2 separate regions of the Mus musculus genome follow, and region 2 is linked to region 1. Evidence: chromatin contacts called from public Hi-C data. All regions are on one chromosome and are shown on one strand. The core of a region is the stretch at or near the end of the contact, and the rest is flanking DNA. Distances in the headings are between cores, read along the strand shown.

Region 1 (6,297 bases), core at 821-3,320:
TTAGTTCTGCAAATCTAGAAAATAGAAAAATTAATCATTATGGTTAAATGAAAACTTGGAAGCTACAAAATTGACGTGAGCACTGGCCAGGAGAGCAAATCATGATGGCGCGTGTTTGTTTTCAAGAAGTAGAGATGGGCTCCTGACAACTTCTACTCAGCACTGTGCTGGCTCACAGCCTGACCTGTGTTTTCATGTCTGCCCTGCTGAAGGTCAAAAACTGAATTTAGATGACAGAGAAAGTATAGTACAAGGGAACCGGTGCAGTTCCTAGCGGCTTTGTCAAGATCATGTGGGACTGGTAACTGATCAGATTTCTGAAGGCTGCGGATTTTCCTGAACATAAATCAAATCTCCGCCTATGAAGCATAACGCCTTTCCCTTTCAGTTTAATTATTTACTGCCGAAGGACATGCTTCTGCTCTTGTATAGGCTCCAGTGAACTTCCCCGCACAGTGGTCCTGTCAGGCTGGTGCAAATGCCTTCACTAATTGGTGTCCTGCCCTGTTGTCCTCATGCTGAGTTCAGCATGAAGCCAGTCGCTCTCAAAGAACAGGCTCAGTGTGATGAAAGTAGCCCTGCAGACCACAGATGTGTGGTGCCTGAGAGTGTTTGTTCAGTCAACATGGACACTTTTCAAACACAAATAATACAGGTGGCCAGAGCTGATTGTTACTGTTAACTCTCATGGTCAGAAGACTCCCTGAACTTGTGGGCATTCAGATACCCATTAGAGATTGATGACTCTGGTGTTAATCGCCCTAAAAAGTATTCTTGGCCACCGAGAACCCAGAAGACTAAGGATGAATCCTCACTATTGTATGCCTATAATTTTATTGAGGTTACAAAGGAGACTTCTGGGCAATAGCATTGGCCATTTTGTCATGTAGCTGTATTTGAATTCCCTTGTGTACAAATTTATCTTTAGTGTCTATAAGTTGGTTAATGTTCTCCTTCAATCTGAAAGTATGAACGTATATGACATAAGAGGGATGCAGAATAGAAGTGAGGACTATAGAGCAGATCATGACTTAAGCTTTGAAAATTATTCTTTACAGAAATTGAAAATAGGAACGAATGAATGAGGCAGGCATCTTTCACCTCAACCTGACAAAATCATCATGCTATCGTTATACACTCAGAATCTAACCATTCTGAATATGTTACAATTTCCACACGCCCTTACCTTCATTGCACGAGCAGAACTTGGCAACTTCTCAGTGAAGTAAATACAGCAGCTATCATAATGCAGAATTTCAGATGCTCAAGTTGGAGATTGCCCACTTCTTTGATCGCAAGCATAGTTCTCCACAATTCACAATGAAAGCCCAACTTCCGTGCTTTGGTGACGATAGTCAATCTTTTAAATATTTTCACATATGAAATATATAGACTCTTACCCAGGCACAGTGACATATCCCTGTAATCCGGCTCTTGGGAATCAGAGCTGAAGGACTGTCTTAAGGTCGAGGCTTGGTTAGTATAGCAAGTCAGGCCTATGCAATAAACCCCTGTCTCAAAAAACCAAACCAAACCAAACCAAAGCCTATAACCCTGTACTGCGTAGCATGTACACTGGCTTAGTTGGCCAAAGATTGGTTGATTTTCAATGTTCTGGTCCTACTTCTCTGAAATGAAATTATAAAATTGTGTTTTCCTATGTTTCAAAGATATATAGGTAGGTATTTTCAGTATTTGTAGAGATGGGGGTGGAGTAATCTGGCCTGCTCATAGCTGTGCCGGCAGGCAGCTGATGGTATCAGGTGAGTAAAGGGGAAAGGAGTAAAGCTGCTGGTGAAACCCAGCTTCTTAAAGCTGAAAGAAGCAGACTCAGACATAAAAGGAATGCATACTGAGATTAGCCTTGCAGACCCTTACAAAGAGTGGCTCTGCTACTTTGCCTCCTCCTCTCCTTCTTCCTTCCTCTCCTCCTTCTCTCTCTCCTCTCCTCCTCCTCTTCTGAGAAAAAAACAAACGCTGGACAATTCTGGCAACTTTATTTGCAGTGTGACTGTTCTGCCTAAGCAATAAAGAGGAAGAGGTCAGGGTGCAGAGTTTGTCATGGCTCCTTGAGACATCCTGACCTTGTGTTTCAGAAACAGTCATGCATCTTCCCACGCCATACCAACAAGTCACAAGGGGAACCACAAAAACGCTCTTTCCCAAGTTCAAGAATAGCCACGGGCTCCCCTGTTAAGTGATGTTTTTCTTTCTGGCAGTGAATTTTCCGTGGGGCCAAAATTTCCTCTAAGCAAGAGGCAAACGTTTACGTGAATTTCATCAGGATTCAACAAAATTATTACATGTAGCTTTGGATGTACTAAGGTAGACTTTTTTTTTTTTTTTTAGATTTAAATTGCTTATAGTCATATGACTGTTTTAGTGAGTCAACACCTTGACAAATAATATTTTGCTTGCAACTTCTCTGCTTACAAAAGACATCTTCAGGGGACCTGGTCTGGCTGTTTTGAATGGCATTAACCTCAAAGGGCATTCTACAGATTCTCTCATTTCTGCCCTGAGTCTCCCTTTAGTAGTTGGGCCAAATCCTCTTTATCTTGGGACACAGGGAAAAGACTTTTATTCTTGTTTTCAAAAATCTTGCTGATTTGCTGAACAAACCTCCAGCTTGATCTTTTTCCTTTTGTAAGTTACATAAGTCATGCTGTGTGAACTAACATCTTGTCACTCATTGTCCTAAAGCAAGCCAAACTGGTGAGAAACCACCTACTGCTGAACTTCAAGCCCGTGCCAAAAAGGCAAGAGCTGCATGCTGTTCTGTTGTGTCCTTGAGTGATCAAACAGTTCTGAGAGCAAACAGGAGCTTCAGCAGCAGGATTCACAGGGTTTCAGGAGCCAAGCAGAGGGCAGAGAAGCCAGGGAGGGCTTTTCTTAAGGTAAGGGGACACTTGCAAATACAGGCACACTAGCTTTGCTCTTTGATTGGGGGCACTTGAACACTCCCAGAGTAGGCAGGCTGATGCAAATGTTGCTTAGAGAGTGGAAGAACATCAGAGCACCATGACCAGGGGGCTTCTCTTTCTCGCTTGCTGTTCACTTGCCAATATTTAGGTGCATACTTATATTCTGAAATTGTTCTGGAACAGTCCAAGGTATCTCAGTCTCTTGTGTGGCTTCACATACATATTTACACACGTGTGTGTATGTGTGCTTCACAGTGACCTATTCCAGCCTGCTAGTTAAGGCTGTCCAGTCTATCTTTTGTAAAGGGAATGAGAAAACTGATCTGAATAAGGGAGTGAATGAGAAACAATTGTTCTAAAGCCACTGTTAGCTTCAGAAAGATGTTTATATTGACTAAAACAAAATCTCAATATTGCTGTCACTGAGAAGAAATATCTTCCCAGGATCATCTTTGCAAGGTCAATAATTCAGTAAAAAGTGAGTAACTTTAAATCCATGTAGTTCTTGTACCTGAAGGTACAGAACCAATATTGTATTATACATTAAAACTTTTAGAGTAACATTAGGTGTTGAAGATAGTGAAAGGGGATAGCTGCTATATTTTTTTTTATTTAATTGAACTTAAAAAAAACATATTTACTTTATATCCTGCTCACTGCCCCCTCCCTGTTGCCCCCTACCACAATCCTTCCTCCATTTCCTTCTCTTCTGAGCATGTGAGCCCCCTGTGGGTATCCTGACACTCTGGTACTTCAAGTCTCTGCAAGGCTAGGCACTTCCTCTCCCATTGAGGCCAGACAAATCAGCCTGGCCAAAAGAACATATGCCACCTACAAGCAACAGCTTTTGGGACAGTCTCTGCTCCAGATGTTCGAGACCCATGTGAAGACCAAGCTGAGCCTCTGACAGCTGCTGTTTCTAATCACAGCATTTGTACTTTTATATTCCTCACAGACTGACATCATCACCATGAGTCAGTCATGGGCTTCAAAATACTAAAACAGCTATTAGATTTGGTATAAGCAATAGGCTCACAGTATTGAAAACGGGATGGGCAGTAATGTGTGCAATAGAGCATTTATAATCTCTTGTCTTGAGTGTATCTTAGTTTAGGCTGTTGTAAGCTTGAGGTAGGATGTCATGCGTTTTGGGGAAGTGTTCTATCCTGGAGTGCAGATGACTGACTTCTTAGTCATCACACTACGGAAAGAGACTTGAGAGATTTAGGCGACTCTTTCATAAGAACAGTTACCCATTCACCTCCATGCTTGGGACTTAACCACCTCCCAAGGTCCTTCCTACCATCACCATCCCAGGGAGCAGGAGCTCAGCATGAATCTCAGGGACACAAACTTTGAGCACACACCAGCTCTTCTCTGCTCTTATCCTGGGTTATTTCTCCCTAGGTTCTTGGTGTCAGAAGAGATGCTATTTCTTGAGCCTCCATGGTCTTATGACACGTGTAGTGCTCTTTTCCCGCCTTCTCTTTGCCCTTCATAATTATTAATTTATACAGTTATAAATATTAATGGATTCACTGTGATACTTATTGTCATGCTTCAGTCAATCTGCCCCTCTCATTTTTCATTCTCTTTCTCTTTCCTTGAATCCATTCTGTTTTCACTATGGTGCTATTGTCTTACATTTTTACATATGAGGGGAAATGCAACATGCAGTACTTGTCTTTCTGCATCTACCTTACCTCACTTGATGAGATGACCTCTGGTTTTATCCACCCCACCCTCCCTTGCTCTTTATTGGGTATTGTGTCTTGCGGTTCCCTTTCTTTCCCTGCTCTGTGCTGCTGCTCAATCAATCACAGCTATTATTCCCCTTACTTTATCTCCTTGTCTCTTCTTCACCATCATGAAGATTTCTTGGGTGCCAGAGACCGATTGGTTCAAGTCTATTTACCCAGCATCTATCAGAGAACCTGGCAGAGAGCAGGTGGTCTCTAAAGGTATATGGAATGGAAAGAAATAATTATGGGGAAATCTATGATCGATTTAAAGGCATTAACATTGAATTATGAGTATGAAGTCCTGGAGTCATAAAGGAAATTCCTGAAAAAGCGATTTATTTATTTGTTTGTTTGTTTATTTATTTATTTATTTATTTATTTATTTATTTATTTATTTATAAGCTGTTCATCATTCACATTGCTTTTTTAAAGGACCCCAAGTGAACCTTAGGACCACACCTATGATCCTAAGGACTCTAGGGATTTTATTCTACAGGCTCTTTACCTCCTTGAACCACCCCCCTCCTGAAATGTCCTAACAGTGTTTGGGGCTGCATCCACATGGGCTTTCTTCCCTGTGTAACTATTATGGTGGATGTTTCCCATAATCATAATGATGAGGGTGAGCCTGTGTGTGTGCCTTGGCAATAAGTAAGTGGATGATCACAGTCAGCTATTAGATGGGTCACACGGCCCCCAATGGAGGAGCTAGAGAAATTACCCAAGGAGCTAAAGGGAACTGCAACCCTATAGGTGGAACAACATTATGAACTAACCAGTACCCGGGAGCTCTTGTCTTTAGCTGCATATGTATGTATTAAAAGATGGCCCAGTCGGCCATCACTGCAAAGAGAGGCCCATTGGACTTGCAAACTTTATATGCGACAGTAGAACGCCAGGGCCAAAAGGGGGAGTGGGTGGGTAGGGGTTTGGGGGGGTGGGTATGGGAGACCTTTGGGATAGCATTGAAAATGTAAACGAGGAAAATACCTAATAAAAAATGTTTTATTAAATTAAAAAAAAGACATGTATTTGAGACCCAGAACCTAAACAAGGAGACAGAGACTGAAAATCTGATATATAGTTCTTGGCACAATGGAAATAAAAATGGAGATCCAATAAAGTAGCTCATTTAGAGTCACTGATTTTAAAATGAGGGTCAGAGAAGCTCACAGGGGCAGCAGATCAGGCCTTAAATCAAAGGGTAGCTTTCATTCTCGTTTTCAACCGTGGCACCTGTCAGTCTTCACCAGTTTCTTCCCGCCTTGCACATGATTGACAGCTATTCATTGGTGAATATTGTATCTTCTCACGCATAGCTATTCTGTCCTCCATAGTGGGTTGCAGGCTCCTCTGGAATAGTGTAATGGTGGGGAAACCAACTTTATTCCTTGAGCAATTATTTCTCCTTGTGTTTAGTTGAAGTGCACAGAAGGCTTGTTGTTCAATCATCTGTAACACAGAAAGCACAAGTAACTTTTAAGATGTGAAGAATGAAAATAGTTACAAATCCTTGCCTTTATTCTCTAAAAGGTAAAGGAATTCTCCCATTATTTCCTTATCTCCCTTTCAAGTTTTCCATAGTACCAAAGTAAGGCAGATTTTTTTTCTTCTATCAAAGGGTTACTATG
Region 2 (5,960 bases), core at 3,431-5,930, 550 kb before region 1:
GAGATTAATTCAGTCACTTAACTGTGATCCCCTATAAAGTCAAATCGAAGAGCAGATCACATACCTTAAACATCGCAGGATATACATTACTATTAAAAAATGTCATAGTGAGGAAATTCTGGACCAAACAAGACCCCGGAATCTAGCTGGGCAAACTCCAAACTTTGCATCTCCATGTCTGATGTCAAAGTGCTTTTCAGATCTCCAACTCCTTTCATCTTTGTTGACTGCAACAAACTTCTTTCTCCTGGACTGGGTCCATTCCCTGTTAGCAGCTTTCCTTGGCAGGTATTCCATGGCTCTGGCATCTCTAACATTTTGGGGTCTCTACGGTAACTTTAGTGTTACAGCTTCAAATGTCTGGGATCTACACATGATCTTCTGGGCTCCTCCAAAGGGCTGGTGTCACTTCGCCAGCTCTGCCCTCTGTAGCACTCTAAGCTCAGGTTGACTCCACTCCACTCTTCTTGGTGATCATCCCATGGTAATGGCATCTCCAATTCGCTGGAGACTTCTGCTGCAAATAGGCTTCACCAATAGCCTCTCATAGGCTCTCTGCATGGTGCCAAGCCTCTTCTTTGCATGTGCCGGCTGCACCTTCACCAATGGCCTTCCATGGCCTCTCACAGTGCCAAGCCTCAACTACTCTCTATGACCCCTTCATACCACCAGTACCACCTTCGTGACTCTTACACATTACCAAGTACAGCTGCAGCAGGAGGTACAACTTTGGCTATCTCTGGAACACAGCTTCCTTGTGTTCTCAAAAAAGCACGTTGCAGAAGAATTCTTCTCAGTGATGCTGGTTTTTTTTTCTTAATCACTGCTAATTTCTTAGTTCCAGCTAACCAGCTTCAATTGTCCCAGTAGTCCCTTCTATTCTTGACTCTAAAGCCAGAGACACATGCCGTAAGCTGCCAAATTCTGCTGCTTGCTGGAACTGGAACACTACCTCAGCTTTCTGTTTTCCAGATCCTTCAATGCCTAAGCTTGACTGTCCTGGAACTTGTTGTGTAGATTGACCTTGAACTCAGAGATCTGCGAGGCTGTGTCTCCTGAATGCTAGGATTCAAGGCGTGTACACCATGGCTGGATTTCAGCTTTTAACACCACAGTGCTCAATGGCAGAAGATCAGAAACAATTAACCGCTCATTACTGTTTAACTGATTAAGCTCTGAGTGCATCAGTACAGTGGCATCAGAGCTACGGCACAATGTAGAACGGAAGATAATGAAGGTCCCTGTGAATTGCGGTGGAAGGACTGACTTTGCTTAAATGCAAGAGCGAATGGGGAAAACCAGCAAGGCACAGAACAATCCTAGAACGTACTGCGTTCAGATGTATGTGGCAGCATATGCCTGTAACCCTGCCACTTGAGAGGAGGGGGCAGGAGAATCAAGGCAAGACTCAGCTACATAGTGAATTCAAGGCCAGACTCGGCTACGTGAGACCGTCTTCATCCACGAGCGCGCGCACACACACACACACACACACACACACACACACACACACACACACACACACGATTCATACTCACTGTATTTGCATAAAGGAAGGCTGGAAGATACTTGATGATCTGATTAAAGTTTACCTTCTGGAGAACAGACTGAGGATAAGGCAGAATAAGTTGTTTCATTCTGGCCCTGTAGGGTTTTTTGTTTGTTTGTTTGTTTTTAATTTAAAACCTGCAAATGTTTTGCCTATCCAAAAGCATTGAAAAAGATCACCAGCACTTCTGATACTCTTTCCCCTCCTGCCTGTCTGGAAGTGGCAGTTGCAACACTTCTGTGGACTCATTTATCATTTATACAGCGAGCAGTGTCTCTCGCCTTAGGCTGGAGGGAACAGCTTAATGTGAAGGGAATGAGCGCGGCTGGAACTCAGTCAGCCAGACCTCATTTCAGATTTGGCTCCAGCTCTTGCTAGCTGTGTGATTCTGGGCAAGCCACTTCGCCTCTCTGAGCTTTGTACATGTTATAAATCTGGAGAATAAATTCGATGTTAAATAAGTCCTTCCATGATGGTTAACACTGAACGGTCAAATCGGGGATGGAAGCCCGTTGTTATATTTCATTTTCTTTGACTGAATCAATCCTGAGCGTGCCTAGTGCCAACTCAGACCCAGGGCTGCACATGAACACGAGATGGTATGGGTGGTGACAGGTTTGTTTCCTGAGGGATTGCAGGGACAGAAGCCATTCTGTTTTCAGCTCATAATTAGGACGAGTAAGCCCACACCTATCTCAGAATAAAGGGTAGAAATTGTTGCTTCTTCCCCTTCAAGGCATGCCCTGCCTTGTTTGCCAGCATCTACTGCTGCGAGAGGACAACCACCCATGAAATCAGGGTGCTTAGTGGCTGGGCTCCCCACCAGGACTCTGCAGGAGGGGTCAGGGGTCAAGCAGCAAGAGGCTCAGCCTTCCAGTTCCATTCCAGGCTCTTTATTCTGATGCTGAGCTCAGGGCACATCATTAATTCAACGCATAATTATGAGTACCTAGAGTGTGCCTGGCAACTGCTCGTGATTCAGAGAAACAAAGATCAATGAAGTCTGACTTTTGATCAAAGCTAAAATCAATCCTTCAGACATCTGTCCTGTGTTTACCTTGCTGGGTTCAATAAGTGGATTTTTTTTTTTTTTTTTTTTTTTGCAACTCCTTCCTTCCATATTGGCTCTGTCTTCCAATCCCTTTTAATTTTGACATTTAGACCTAGCGGAATATATATATATCTGAATAAAAAGCTTTTAAGGCCCAAAGCATTTAAGGCTATTAGTTTAAAGAAACATGTGCACATATTCACGGAGGGAATGGCTTTGAGTTTCTGCGTTGTGTCTGGCTTCACCCATATGCTGAAGTAGGACCACAGCAGAACAGGAAAGAGGAAGGCAGCCTGGATGTATTTGCATTAAGTCCCCTGATGAGGAAAAAAGGCAGTTCCTCAGGTTTGGATTTGTGGCTGGGGTTTGGAGCTTGTGACTTCTCATCCTCAACCTGGCTGTGAAGCCTCTCACCAACTCAAAGCTTAATGGCTCCTCTAATTCTGTCTTACTCGTCAGTGTGAAGGCATGATCATCATTAGGAATCTTTAAAGTACGGACTGGGGAGATGGCTCAGCAGGAAAGCACAGGACCTGGGTATGGGTCCCCAGCAGGAACATAAAAATCCGGGAACATAAAATACAGCACATTGTAATCCCAGCGTTGAGGAAGCTGAGATAGGAGGATCAATTTAGCATCTGCTAAACTGCCCAGATGCACACCCACACATAAATGAAGTAAAACATACTTTCAAACAAGGCCTTCCCAGTATCTTTAATGTCAGAGACACTTTGTATTCTAAGATAACTTAAGACCCAACAGGTCAGAAGGAAAAAAACGGTAGGCAGTTAGATTGATTTCTCACCCTATGGGAAATGCATAAGGCTGGAACCAAGCCTTTTCTCCTCTTAGCAGCAAATAGTAGTTTGTAGCCAGGCAGTGGTGGCACCCGCCTTTAATCCCAGCACTTGAGAGCCAAAGGCTAGTAGATCTCTGAGTTAGAGGTAAGTTTGCTCTACAGAGACAGTTTCAGAACAGCTAGGGAGGGCTACAGATACAATTTGCAAAACTCATGAAGCTCAAGAAGATGGAAGACCAAAGTGTGGATACTTTGTTCCTTCTTAGAAGGGGGAACAAAATACCCATGGAAGGAGTTACAGAGACAAAGTTCGGAGCTGAGAGGGCAGGAAGGACCATACAGAGACTGCCCCACCCTGGAATCCACCCCATTATACAACTACCAAACCCAGATACTATTGCAGATGCCAACAAGATTTTGCTGACAGGACCCTGATATAGTTGTTTCCTGTGAGGCTATGCCAGTGCCTGGCAAATACTGAAGTGGATGCTCACAGTCATCTATTGGATGGAACACAGGGTCCCCAATGAGGAGCTAGAGAAAGTACCCAAGGAGCTGAAGGGCTTTGCAGCCCTATAAAAGGAACAACAATATGAACTAACCAGTACCCTCAGAGCTTGTGTCTCTAGCTGTATCTGTAGCAAAGGATGGCCTAGTTGGCCATCAATGGGAGGAGAGACCCTTGGTCTGGCAAGGATCATATGCCCCAGTATAGGGGAATGCCAGGGTCAGGAAGTGGGAGTGGGTGGCTTGGGGGAGCAGTGGGGAGTGGGAGGGGGGGAAGGAGGGTATAGGGGATTTTGGGAGAGGAAACTAGGAAAGGGGATTTCATCTGAAATGTAATGAAGAAAACATTTAATTAAAAAAGAAAGAGAGAAAGGAAGGAAGGAAGGAAGAAAGAAAGAAAGAAAGAAAGAAAGAAAGAAAGAAAGAAAGTGTCTCCTTGGCCAGCTGAAGGAGGAGAAAGGTTTCAGAAAATGCCAGGTAGAAGATGCCAGAGGAGCCTATCTGCCTGTGTGGGGGTCTCTCCCATGTTAACAGCACCTTCTAGAGTTCTGGGAAATGAGGCCGAGAGGCTCCAAGTGGTGACCTTGGGTGGGTGACAGTGCTCAGGCAGCTGCTGAGCTTGATTGAAGGAGCTGTTAGTTTCCAGTCGCCTCTTGGAGAGCATCCATCTTCATCCCCACCCCTGACTCCAAAAGGGCAAAGCCTGCTGAGAGCTCCGAGGCTCAGGACTCAGGTTGTTCGAGTCATTTGCTGCAATGTTGATCCTGTCCTCTCTGTGTACTTTGCCAGCTTGAAACGAAACAGCGCTGCTATGGAAACCGCAAACACCAGGCAATCCTGGCCCCTGCACTTGGCAGCCCAGCCAGGGAGAGATAATGGCTTCTGTTGTTATCTATTGGACGCTGATGCTCAGCCGGTTTTACCCTCAGGGCCCTGACTAGGGATGGGCTGACACTGTACCATAAGTGCTCTCTTGTCTGTTCCCTAGGCTCCTGATGCAGGCTAAGATAACCAGTGCAGCCAGGGTACCCTTCATTATCCCGGTGACAGCCCCGTGTTTTACACTTCCCTGCCGTCTGTGGTCCCTCATCTCAGGTTACTCTGAAGGCTTAAAACCATCCTCTGAACTGCTTGGCAGGCCTACATCCTGTTTTCCAGAACTAATGGACACAGTTTCGGATCACGTGCTTCATTTGTGGGTTGGGAAAGGCAGCAACGCCCCCTAGCGGAGCATTTTGTCGTGCTCAGAGCAGGTGGCTGGGCAACTTGGTCCTTGGAATGAATATGAATGACAGCCATCTGAAAACACATTTAGTGTGAAAAAGCAAAAGACTATTAAAACCTGTTTGTTGGCTGCAACATTTAATAAGAGGTCAGTTTGCTATATGCAACGTCAACAATGATGACGGGAGGAAGTAAAGTCGTAGGTTGGGTAGTCAGAGGCCTTTCACCTCCCCCTGAGCTGCCAGGTTAAATCAAACATGACCTAGCAGGCAGGAGGCGTGGGCAAACACAGCTGTGTTTAGAATGCGCTGATGTCTTGGTCTGTTTTTCCAATATTTGTGCTTTGGAAAGAGCTTTCTGCTTGAAATGAGCTTCTCCTGCGTTTGGAACTTCTACGCATGGGAGGAGAAAACCATGCCACCTCTGTTTCCCAGATATCTCAGGGTCTTTCTCGCCCTCCTGAAACAGGCTATTTTTCTCAGTAACGTCCATTTTCTGCGGTTTGAAACTGCTCTTTTCTGGAAGAGATAATCGTGGGGAAAAAAAAATCTTCTAACCCATTTGCTTGCAAATGGCAAGAAATGTTTGATATTCTTGAAGTTCTTGCCACATAAAGCAGGGTGATTTTCAAATTCTATTTGATCCTTCTGAAAGCTAGCTAGCCTTGTTCTCTGAAAAATTGTAGCACAGGCACAGAAAAATGCCTCTAATTTCTGCCTATTACTTCTTCTTCTTTTTCTTTTTTTGTCTTTTTCTGTAGGATGTTGCTCTCAAGGATATGTGGAAGAGAGACGTGAGTCAGGCCTTTGCCATTAATGGTTGTCCCTTGC

The links. Hi-C and Micro-C count contacts between places; a contact is called where the count stands out from the background.
Region 2: a contact with region 1 is called in a Hi-C map of the G1E-ER4 cell line, with 2.8 times the contacts expected there. The contact joins two enhancer-like sites. A contact is called at or near these places in 1 of 484 Hi-C or Micro-C datasets (the G1E-ER4 cell line), 2 of 115 datasets of contacts at active chromatin or transcription factors (embryonic stem cells and pancreatic cancer cells) and 1 of 9 other capture datasets (embryonic stem cells).

What each region holds. Positions count from the first base shown.
Region 1 is chr3:50,603,729-50,610,025 of GRCm38.p6, reverse strand. No RefSeq gene overlaps it. Among named protein-coding and RNA genes, the nearest start is that of Gm6209, 20 kb to the right of the region's middle. Within about 2 kb of position 2,070, at least 39 of the 459 cell types and tissues checked have an H3K27ac peak or open chromatin away from gene starts, as enhancers often do. A contact at or near this core is called in the G1E-ER4 cell line, where this site is marked.
Region 2 is chr3:51,155,986-51,161,945 of GRCm38.p6, reverse strand. No RefSeq gene overlaps it. Among named protein-coding and RNA genes, the nearest start is that of Gm35891, 30 kb to the right of the region's middle. Within about 2 kb of position 4,680, at least 170 of the 459 cell types and tissues checked have an H3K27ac peak or open chromatin away from gene starts, as enhancers often do. A contact at or near this core is called in the G1E-ER4 cell line, where this site is marked.